Regions from separate parts of the Mus musculus genome. Here region 2 is linked to region 1. A link is a contact called in public HiChIP or PLAC-seq data. All regions are on one chromosome and are shown on one strand. Each heading gives the region's core, a stretch centred on a gene start, on an enhancer-like site or on the middle of the called end of the contact. The rest is flanking DNA. Distances are from core to core; before and after follow the strand shown. Region 1 has its middle 7.6 kb from the start of Gm5086. Region 2 has its middle 20 kb from the start of Gm41031.

The links. HiChIP or PLAC-seq counts read pairs in DNA pulled down with a chosen protein or histone mark.
Region 2: an H3K27ac HiChIP or PLAC-seq map of embryonic stem cells shows a contact between it and region 1, with 7 times the contacts expected there. The contact joins two enhancer-like sites. A contact is called at or near these places in 4 of 115 datasets of contacts at active chromatin or transcription factors (embryonic stem cells and heart atrium).

The regions. Positions count from the first base shown.
Region 1 is chr13:97,550,223-97,554,600 of GRCm38.p6, forward strand. No RefSeq gene overlaps it. Among named protein-coding and RNA genes, the nearest start is that of Gm5086, 7.6 kb to the right of the region's middle. Within about 2 kb of position 2,174, at least 16 of the 459 cell types and tissues checked have an H3K27ac peak or open chromatin away from gene starts, as enhancers often do. A contact at or near this core is called in embryonic stem cells, where this site is marked.
Region 2 is chr13:97,843,532-97,847,909 of GRCm38.p6, forward strand. No RefSeq gene overlaps it. Among named protein-coding and RNA genes, the nearest start is that of Gm41031, 20 kb to the left of the region's middle. Within about 2 kb of position 1,875, at least 6 of the 459 cell types and tissues checked have an H3K27ac peak or open chromatin away from gene starts, as enhancers often do. A contact at or near this core is called in embryonic stem cells, where this site is marked.

The DNA.
Region 1 (4,378 bases), core at 924-3,423:
TTACCCACTGAGCCATCTCACCAGCCCATGAGAAGAAATCTTAAAAAAGGAAGGCCACGAGAAGAAACCACCACTCCCTCCCAAGAGCAGGAAAACTAAACCTTGGCAGCTGCCCGAGGAGGAGCTTGGAGAGGAGAAGGAAAAGGGTGAAGCAGCTCAGCCAGCATGGAGCCTCAGCCATATGGCAGAGGAGCAGCCACATGGTGGGGAGGAGAGAGTAAGGAAACCCAAAGTACCAGGAAAAAAATCACACTTAGGCTCCTCAGCAGCTCAAAGAGAGAGACAGAAAAAGAAGACAAAAGAAAAGCTAAGCCTTTCTGAGTCTAAACAAAGGTGGGTAGACAGAGCAGAACTTTACATTGCCTTGTAGGACTGTGCTAGCAGGTGGAAATGAAGGAAAAGTACCGTATCTCATTAAAAGGATAATTATTCCTCCCTCCTCTTCAGCAGGGTTTAGGGTGAACTTGCCTTCCTGGGGGTGGTCCCTTAACCAGATCACCCAACCTGCCCAATTGCGTGTTAGCTCTCCATCTAGACCAGAGATTTCATTCTCTTGGACAGAAAGAAAGATTTCCCTCCAATTGGCTCTTTCCACTACTGTGATATTTTGACAGCTATTTTATTTGTTGTTGTAAGATTAAAAAAAAAAAAAACCTCACTTCTATTCCATGTCAAGATGATTGTCAGCTTCAAAGACAGAAAGAAGGACAGCTGTTTCCCTCACAGATCTCTCAGTACTCACTAGGACCCCAATCTTCCCTCATTGACTCTGATAGTCATATGCTCAGTACAATGGTCTCTTCAGATGCTGTGAATCATATGTCAGGATGAGTCATCTCCCCTAGAATAACAAAGGCTGAAAATAAGAGGTGAGCTTCCCAGTGAAACAGAGGCTGCCTCCACAAGAAAGACACCTGGAAGCTGAGTGTTGACAAAGCACACATATGCCCACTCGGGACACAGAACATGGATGCCACTGTGTCTTCTCAAATGGTACCAACATCACGACAGAACCTGCTCCGAGTTTGGGTTAGAAGGAAGGACAGGGAGAGAGCTGCAAAGAGGAATGAGGTGGGACCTCTGTGCTCAGGAAGCCCAGCACCTGAAATCTTGTGGTCAGATACTGCAGTCGCAGCAAAGTGGGAACCAATGAATTTGGTCTTCAGAGGTCTTGGCTTCACCGTGCTTGAAGAAGCCAGTACCTAGAGTCAGATGCTGGCACGTGACAAGAATCTTGATTTCAACTTCCTTAGGATGATCATCAGTGAGTGGAGGTTTTCAGGTAAAGTGGACTAGGCATGAACTGGGGGTGAGGCAGACAATTACTACTTAGTTACTGACTAAAGGTCACTCAGCAGTTGCCAGAAAAACCCTCTGTTTGAGAGTTTCTAGTTCATGTAGATGGCTATTTCATGACTGTAGATTCCCTGTTCTTACAAATGGGTCAGTTAGTTATCATGTATCTTTCCCAAAGCACTTAAAAATAAACAATACTAGCTAAATCAATAAGCAGATAATAAAGATGCCTTTTCCCAGTTATAATTTTTTAAATGAGATCTTTGTGAGACAGAAAATTCTCATTTCACTTCCTGTAATAGGATCTATTACTCTCTAGGCTCAGAAAACATAATCAGTTGACTCAATGGTATACTAAGTAAGGGCCAAATCTGCCTCATAATGGTGCATGGGACAAAAGGCAAAGCAGAAGTGGTAAACGCCCCAGGAGAAAGACATTTTGGAGATGTGTGCATTCTTGATGCTCTAAGAACCATCATGAAGACTTGGGAGCTGAAAACATGTAAAGGTGATGACCTCAAATAGGCCCTGGCTGTCAGTGGTGAGTGTTCCTGATCTCAGAAAACAAGAAGCTTACAAACTGAATCCATATACATCTTCTGAGGTCCTACTGTGTGTGTGGATAACTCTTAAATGCTTTGTGAGATCAAAGAGGATAAGGTTGCCCTGTTAAAGAAGAAATAGAAACTCCAATTAAAGATAAAACATTTATAAGCATGAAAACCCAATAAAGCAGTCAACAGAAGTAAGCATTAATGGAAGAAATGCTGGTCGGCAGCAGATGGGTAATTAGCAAATGAATCATCGGAGTGCTGGCTGGGGTAACCTTTTAGAAAGGAGTGGTTAGCTCAAGGTAGGGACTGAGGAGCCTCTTCCTAAAGAGGTGGCCAGACCTTGGTCTTGGGATGTTAGGGCTGAGTAGGCTAAGCAACAAGAAGGTGAAGAGAAGGGTCACGTGACAGTTGAAGAGAATGAGCAAATCATTTGCCTGGGGGTGATGCTCTGTGGGGGAGGAGTAGAGAAAGCTGTAAGGCTCTTAAATGCTGACCGGAGGGTTTTAGGTGAACTCCACTAAGTGATGGAGGATCACAGAAGGCTTTTGAGGGAGAAAGTGGGGTGGTCAATCCATGTTTAGGATCTGTGTGTGTGTGTGTGTGTGTGTGTGTGTGTGTGTGCTTGCACATTCACATGCTTAATTCTTCAGGCATACTAGTGTTTGCATCTGTGTAGTTGAGCCTTTTTTTCCATGGGTTTATGGGCCTTTTGCACATCTATAGGAAAATGTTTTTTTTTCAAGATATTACCCATTAAATCTATCAGATTGTTGTCTGTCCCATTCTTTTTTTTCTGACTTCCCTCCTCTCTTCCTCTCTTCTTTCCTCCCTCTCTTCCTTTTCCCCCCTGCCATTTTCCTTTCCCTCTCTCTCTCTCTCTCCATCCCTACAGGGTTTTCCTGTTCCATCCACACACACCCCAACCCCCACCCTCACCCACACACAGACTCTTTTTTCTTTCTTCAGGTGCATACTTTGAAAAGCAGGCATTTTAAATTACAAGGAAGTTCAGATTAAACCGACTTTTAAGGAGTTGCATTTCCCATGCCTGACATTTGCTCACATTAAGGATGTGAAGACTTTTTTAAAAAAATGTTACCTTGTAGAATTTGATATGATTTTCATCTGGAGTTAATTATTTTGTAGTATAATATAAAGGTTGAAATTTATTTATCTGTACATCAATATGATTTTACCCCAGCCCACTTTACTACAAAAGTACCTTGAATCAGATTGAAATTCTAGATAATTTTTGAAGCTCCGAAAGTGTCTGGCTTTTCTTTCCAACAGATGACACAATGTCTTCTTTAAAAAAGAAGCAGACCAGTTTTTAAAGTTAGAAACTGACTAAAAAGGCAACCGCAGATCTGGATCCACTAGTGATGGTTGTAACATTGTGTAGACTAGCAAAGCTGGGACCCGTTGTAGGACATGGGCTGCTCTTAGTCACTGTGGGGGCTGCGGCTGAGACCCTGTAATAAAGGGCAGGATAACAATACAATAAGAGACAACAATGCATTTTAAAACTAGAGATATACTATGTGATGTAGGGACTCTCAGGACTGAAGACACAGAAACTGCTGTCTTTTTATCCCATTTTTGATGGCAAGGTGAATAGTTATAGAGAAACAGTCAGACACAGAGGGCGTGACCCACTGGAAATAAACTGGAGGACCTTAGCAAGGCCAACTCTTTTCAATCTTTCTGTGTCCTTGTCTTCAGAGGGGAGGACATCTCCCTCCTCAAGGTACAGTGAGCGCAGCTCTTATACCAGGGCTTTATGGCACACTTCAGAGGAGAGTCTGGCAGTTGGTTCTAGGTGGTATGACCTGTACCAGGGCAGGAAGAGAAGGTCACAGCGATCTTCCTTGGTCTGTTGCTTTTATAACTGTCACAGTGCCATAGTTTGGACTGGTAAAGCTTAAGGCTCAGCACAATTTAAGCTTGGGGACAGCTTAAATTAAAGGATATTCATGCAACACACAGTAGGATATTATAGCCAATAAAATATTGACAATCTACATATATGAACAAAGAAAAATAATCCTCCTAATGTGCTTCAAAGGAGCTTGTGCCAGTTACAAAAAAAGACACCTGATATGTCAATGCTACAAAACCTAAATAATGATATTTATAATCATTCATGTTTGCAAAGAAAAGATAGGCAGTAGATTTCTTTGGGTTCTAGGATTCCAGAAATTCGTTTATTTTCTTTTTTAATAGATTTCTCTTTTGAGTATAAATGACCTTTTAAAGTCAGAGAAACATTTTTTTTTATTAAGAAAAACTCCAAAACCCATGTAGTCTGGCACAGGGTTTAAGGATTCCTGTAATTGTGGCTTAACATATCAGCGTATAATATCTTTATCTCAAATACTTTTAGATGGTGTGAACTTTGAGAAAATCCACTTATAGCTTAAATCTGGCTTTCCTAAGTTAAAGAGAGCTACAAAAGGCTTACTGTCTCAAGGACTGAAGGGAACAGACATTTGAAGATTCATTTCCATTAAGATGCAAATGAGAATTAA
Region 2 (4,378 bases), core at 625-3,124, 290 kb after region 1:
GATGTCAGCTCCCACCCACTTAGGATATGGCTCGTAATAAAACAGCAAGCGTCAATAGGCCTTAAAACCAAAGCACTCCTCCAAAGACTCTCTACCTCGGTGATTTCCTATTGCTGTGATAAGACACCATGACCAGCTTATACCCGAGTAAGAGGCAGAGAGGGAGAGACTGGGAATGGTGAGAATCTTCTGAAACCTCAAAGCTCATCTCCAATGACACACTTCCCCCAACGAGGCCACACCTCCTCCAACAAGGCCACACCTCCTAGTCCTTCCCAAACAGTTACACCAACTGGGGACCAGGTATTCAAACAAATGAGCCTGCAGGGACCATTCTCATGAAAACCGCCACAGTCACAGTAGAAATCACCATTCTGCTCACTCAAGTGGGAAATGCCATCCTTTCTTTGTAGTGTTATAACTGGCTGCCTAGGCAGTGCTCCCAAGCACTAACTCACCCCTGGGGCTTTGAGGAGATGGGTTGCTTTCTCCTGTAGCATCTCAGCATTCAGAATATGCTAGAAGTGCCTCCATTTGAGCAATGTAGCCACAGACGCCATCATTCTCCTGCTCAGCGAAGCACTTTGGGCTTGAGAGCTATACATGCTGAAGGAAAGCTCACCAAAGTCAACTCCATGGGACTGTATTTAGTTTCCTTTCTATTGCTGTGATAGAATACTCCGAGCAGAAGTGACTTGGAGAGGAGAGGACATAGGTCATCACCAAGGAAGTTAGAACAGGAACTCAAGGCAAGAATCTAGATCAGAAAAAAATGGAGAAACACTACCTGTTGTCTGACATCCTGGCTCATTCTTGACCAGCTTTCTTACACAGCCCTGGCTGGACCACCGTGGAGGGGAAAGACCACGATGACTCACAGTGGGTGGGCGCCCCCCTCTGTCAATTAAGACACTCAGGACAATCCCTCACAGACAGGCCCACAGACGAATCTGATAAAAGATGGTTACTCAACTGAGACTCTTTTTCAGATGATTACAGGGTATGTCAGGTTTTGAGTTCATGGTAAGTAGGACAGAATGTTAAACTGTTCTCATTTTTTGTTTGTTTTTAGAAATCTCACTCTTGAAACACAATCTGAACCCCAAACAGCTTTCTCTCCACAGTCCACTCTGGTCCCTAGAGTGCTGAGCCCATGTCTGGTTACCAGTGTTCAGTGTATCTGCCACGTGCCAGCAGATACAATAGACCAGCACCAACAAACACCCTGCCCAGAAAGGTCTCCTCTGTATTTTGGTGCCAGCCTAGATGCTTCTAATACGCAGTGAGACATAGACACCCTGAGTGGATCTAAGTCATCTTCACTCTCTCCGGATCATGGCAAAACTGGAAGTAACCTTCGTCTATTGCTCCTACGATGAATTCTCTCAACATTTTAGAGCATTCAGTTTATTTCTCCTAGTGACCCGTGTTTGATCTAGAAGACTGAGCAAATAAAAGCGAGCAGAATGAAGGAACCTAGACACATCACTTGGCGGTCAAGCTCCCAGAACTCCTCTTATCTACACAGGTATCTTCAAAACAGAGCGTTCGTTGTGGTTGTTCTCCAGTATCTTTCTCCTCGAATGCGTTTGCTGGTGTGCTTCCAGGTCAGTAAGCGGAGCACCCCACCCTTCTGAATGGCTGCTTGGCATCTGTGTGTGCCTCTACCATCCTTTCAAACAGACTTCTAGAGCAGGGCTGGGCGTTTGCTTGTGGGTTTGGGCTGCTACTTTGGTTTCTTTGGGGTTCTTCTGTATTGTATTGTTTTCCCACTGTAAGCACCGTTGAAGTGGGTGAGAGAGGACTAAGCTGGCACATTTCCTTAGGAGATATTCCTGAGAGTAAATTTGCTGAGGCAGGGTGTGATGCTTGCTGCAAATTGTTCCTTAAAACACCCTCCTCCAGACTGTGCTAACAAGTACTAACTTCGACCCAATACAGGCATCGCTGTCTTTGTTTAAAAGAAAAATCTATTCAGTCTAGCAAGTAAAAAATTTGTATGTGTTATGTGTTTCCATTTCTTTTAACTGGTGGGTCTTTTTTTTTTTTTTTTCCTTCTAATAATTTGAATGTCTCCTTTGAAAATATTTTATTCATGGTTTGGGCCTATTTCCTACCAGGTATGAACACCTTCCTCCCCATTTCCCTCTTTCCAGAGACAACCATGAAAAGTTAGATTTGTCTTCTTCCTGATCTTTTGCTGTGCATTAGGAAACACACATAGAGTTCTCAAATTTACTGTTACAACTTTTGCCAACTCTCAACTTCTCACCAACCAACTTCTTTTACATATAGTACCACATCAGCCATGTAAATTTACCTCAGTATATTGAAATGCTGAAAAAAAAAACCCACAATATGGGCGTATTGGTGCTTAGAATATTCCAGAATTCCATCATCAGTGAACATTTGAGTTGTATCCAAGTGTTTGGGGTTGTTTAATGCACATAATTCTTTATGCCTCTTTGATTATAAATGAATGTGCTCCAGGATCAGTACTTTGAAGAGAAATTAATGATTGTTATCAATTGCAATCAAAGTGCTCTCCGGAAAGCCAAGCTGCCTTCCACCAGGGGCATATCAGCGGGCCCATCTGCAGCAATGCTGACCTGTGGCCTCTGATTGCTTGCACTTATTTTGCAATTTGTCTTAGAACGTTGGTTACTAATTTTTAAAGCATCCTTTCTTGTCTCATCCTATTACTGAAGAGAGCACTCGCCCTCTCCACAGTAGGAGCCTTGTTCACGCTTTCCTTATGACTGTCAGCATTATTCCAGGAAATCTTTCACATCAGCCTGCCCAGCCTGGTGTCCCTGCCTGTCCCCTGAGCTTGGTTCTTGTCCTCCCTAGACTTCCTCCAACCTTCTGACTTCTCAGAACCGTGATCCTCAGCTGTCTTTCCATGCCAATTGCAGATCTCCCCTTCATGACATTTACCAACCATTCTTTGAACTTCTGTAAACGTCCTTTGCTTTGTTGTTTTAGAATTGCTAAGCCTCATAATAATAATGTTCAAAAATCTATTTATTAATCCTTGGCTCCGTATGAGCTGTTGTGCTAAGTGCTTTTGTAGATATCATGTCACCTATAACCTCTACACTATCAACATTTAGATTTTAAAAAAAAAATCTGAATATTGGAGAACTAAAACCATCTGCTCAAGGCCACCCATGAGTGGCAGGCCAGAGACTCCAAGCCACATTCCTCTGCTGCAGGTCCCATGCCTCCCACCACTCCACCCTGTGCCCTTCTCTCTTCTATGAGTGCTATGGTCTGAGTACTGTTCCACCTCAAAATCCATTTGTTGACATTGATTTTCTATTCAACAGAATTGAGATTTGTGCCTCTTGGAAGGTGATATATCCTACCCTCACTAGTAGAATTATTGTCCTAAGAGAAATTTGTAGGATCGCATTAGCACCTCACACCACAAAAGAAGATTCAATCTATGAGAATTCTGCCCTCACTAGACACCAACTTTGTTGATCTCTTTGTCTTAGGTTTCCCAGCCTCTAGAACTGTATGAATAAATGTCTGTGGTTCATAAGCAACCCAGTACTTGGTATTTTGTAAGAGCATCCTTTTACTACCCAGGCCAGGAGACTGGAGGTTCTTGAAACAGGATTTTGCCCTTTTTGGCATCTTCCATACAACATAACAGAATGCCGTAGGTGATCAGTTACCATGGTGATTGTTGACTGGTGTCCCTTCCAGGATCACATTCTGGGTGTGAATTATTAATCATTGATGGTGCCATCTAAATGATCAGGAAAGATCCATCTAACATTTTATGAAATGAAAGCCATGTCCACCCCTGCCCTGATGCATCTGTCTTATGCAAGCGCAATTTGGGATAAACAGGAAGTGCAGAACACAAGTCCTTGGCGTAAGGAGCTTTCATCCCCTACCTGAAGGGCAAAAGATAATTGAAATACTAACTGGTCATCAATCAAAGTGTCCCCCAAACACCTACCTAGAAAACAATGACGCGAATCAGGCTGAGAGTAATGACATACAACATACGCATTGTTAGGGAAAGAAAGTTTGCAGAAAGGTGAGGCCTCAGGAAGTAGCCTTGGCGGGAGGGGTGAAATAAGGACAGGCAAGGAAGGCCCTGCCAAGCAGCTTGAATGAGGTCTTGGGGCAGATTCGCAGCTCCTACAGCTTTCCCATGCTCAAGGTTCCCAGCATTCCTTCCCTGTCAAATGGGGCTAATCATACGGCAGCACATCACTCAGACTCACTAACATAATGTGGTCTAATTAGGCAGTTCCTGCAAGCACTTTGAACTCCATCACAGAAGGGAAGTGACTGAGCGAAGAAGTTATTATTAGTGGGAATGTGGGACTAGCCCTGTCTTAAACACTGAAGCAACTCT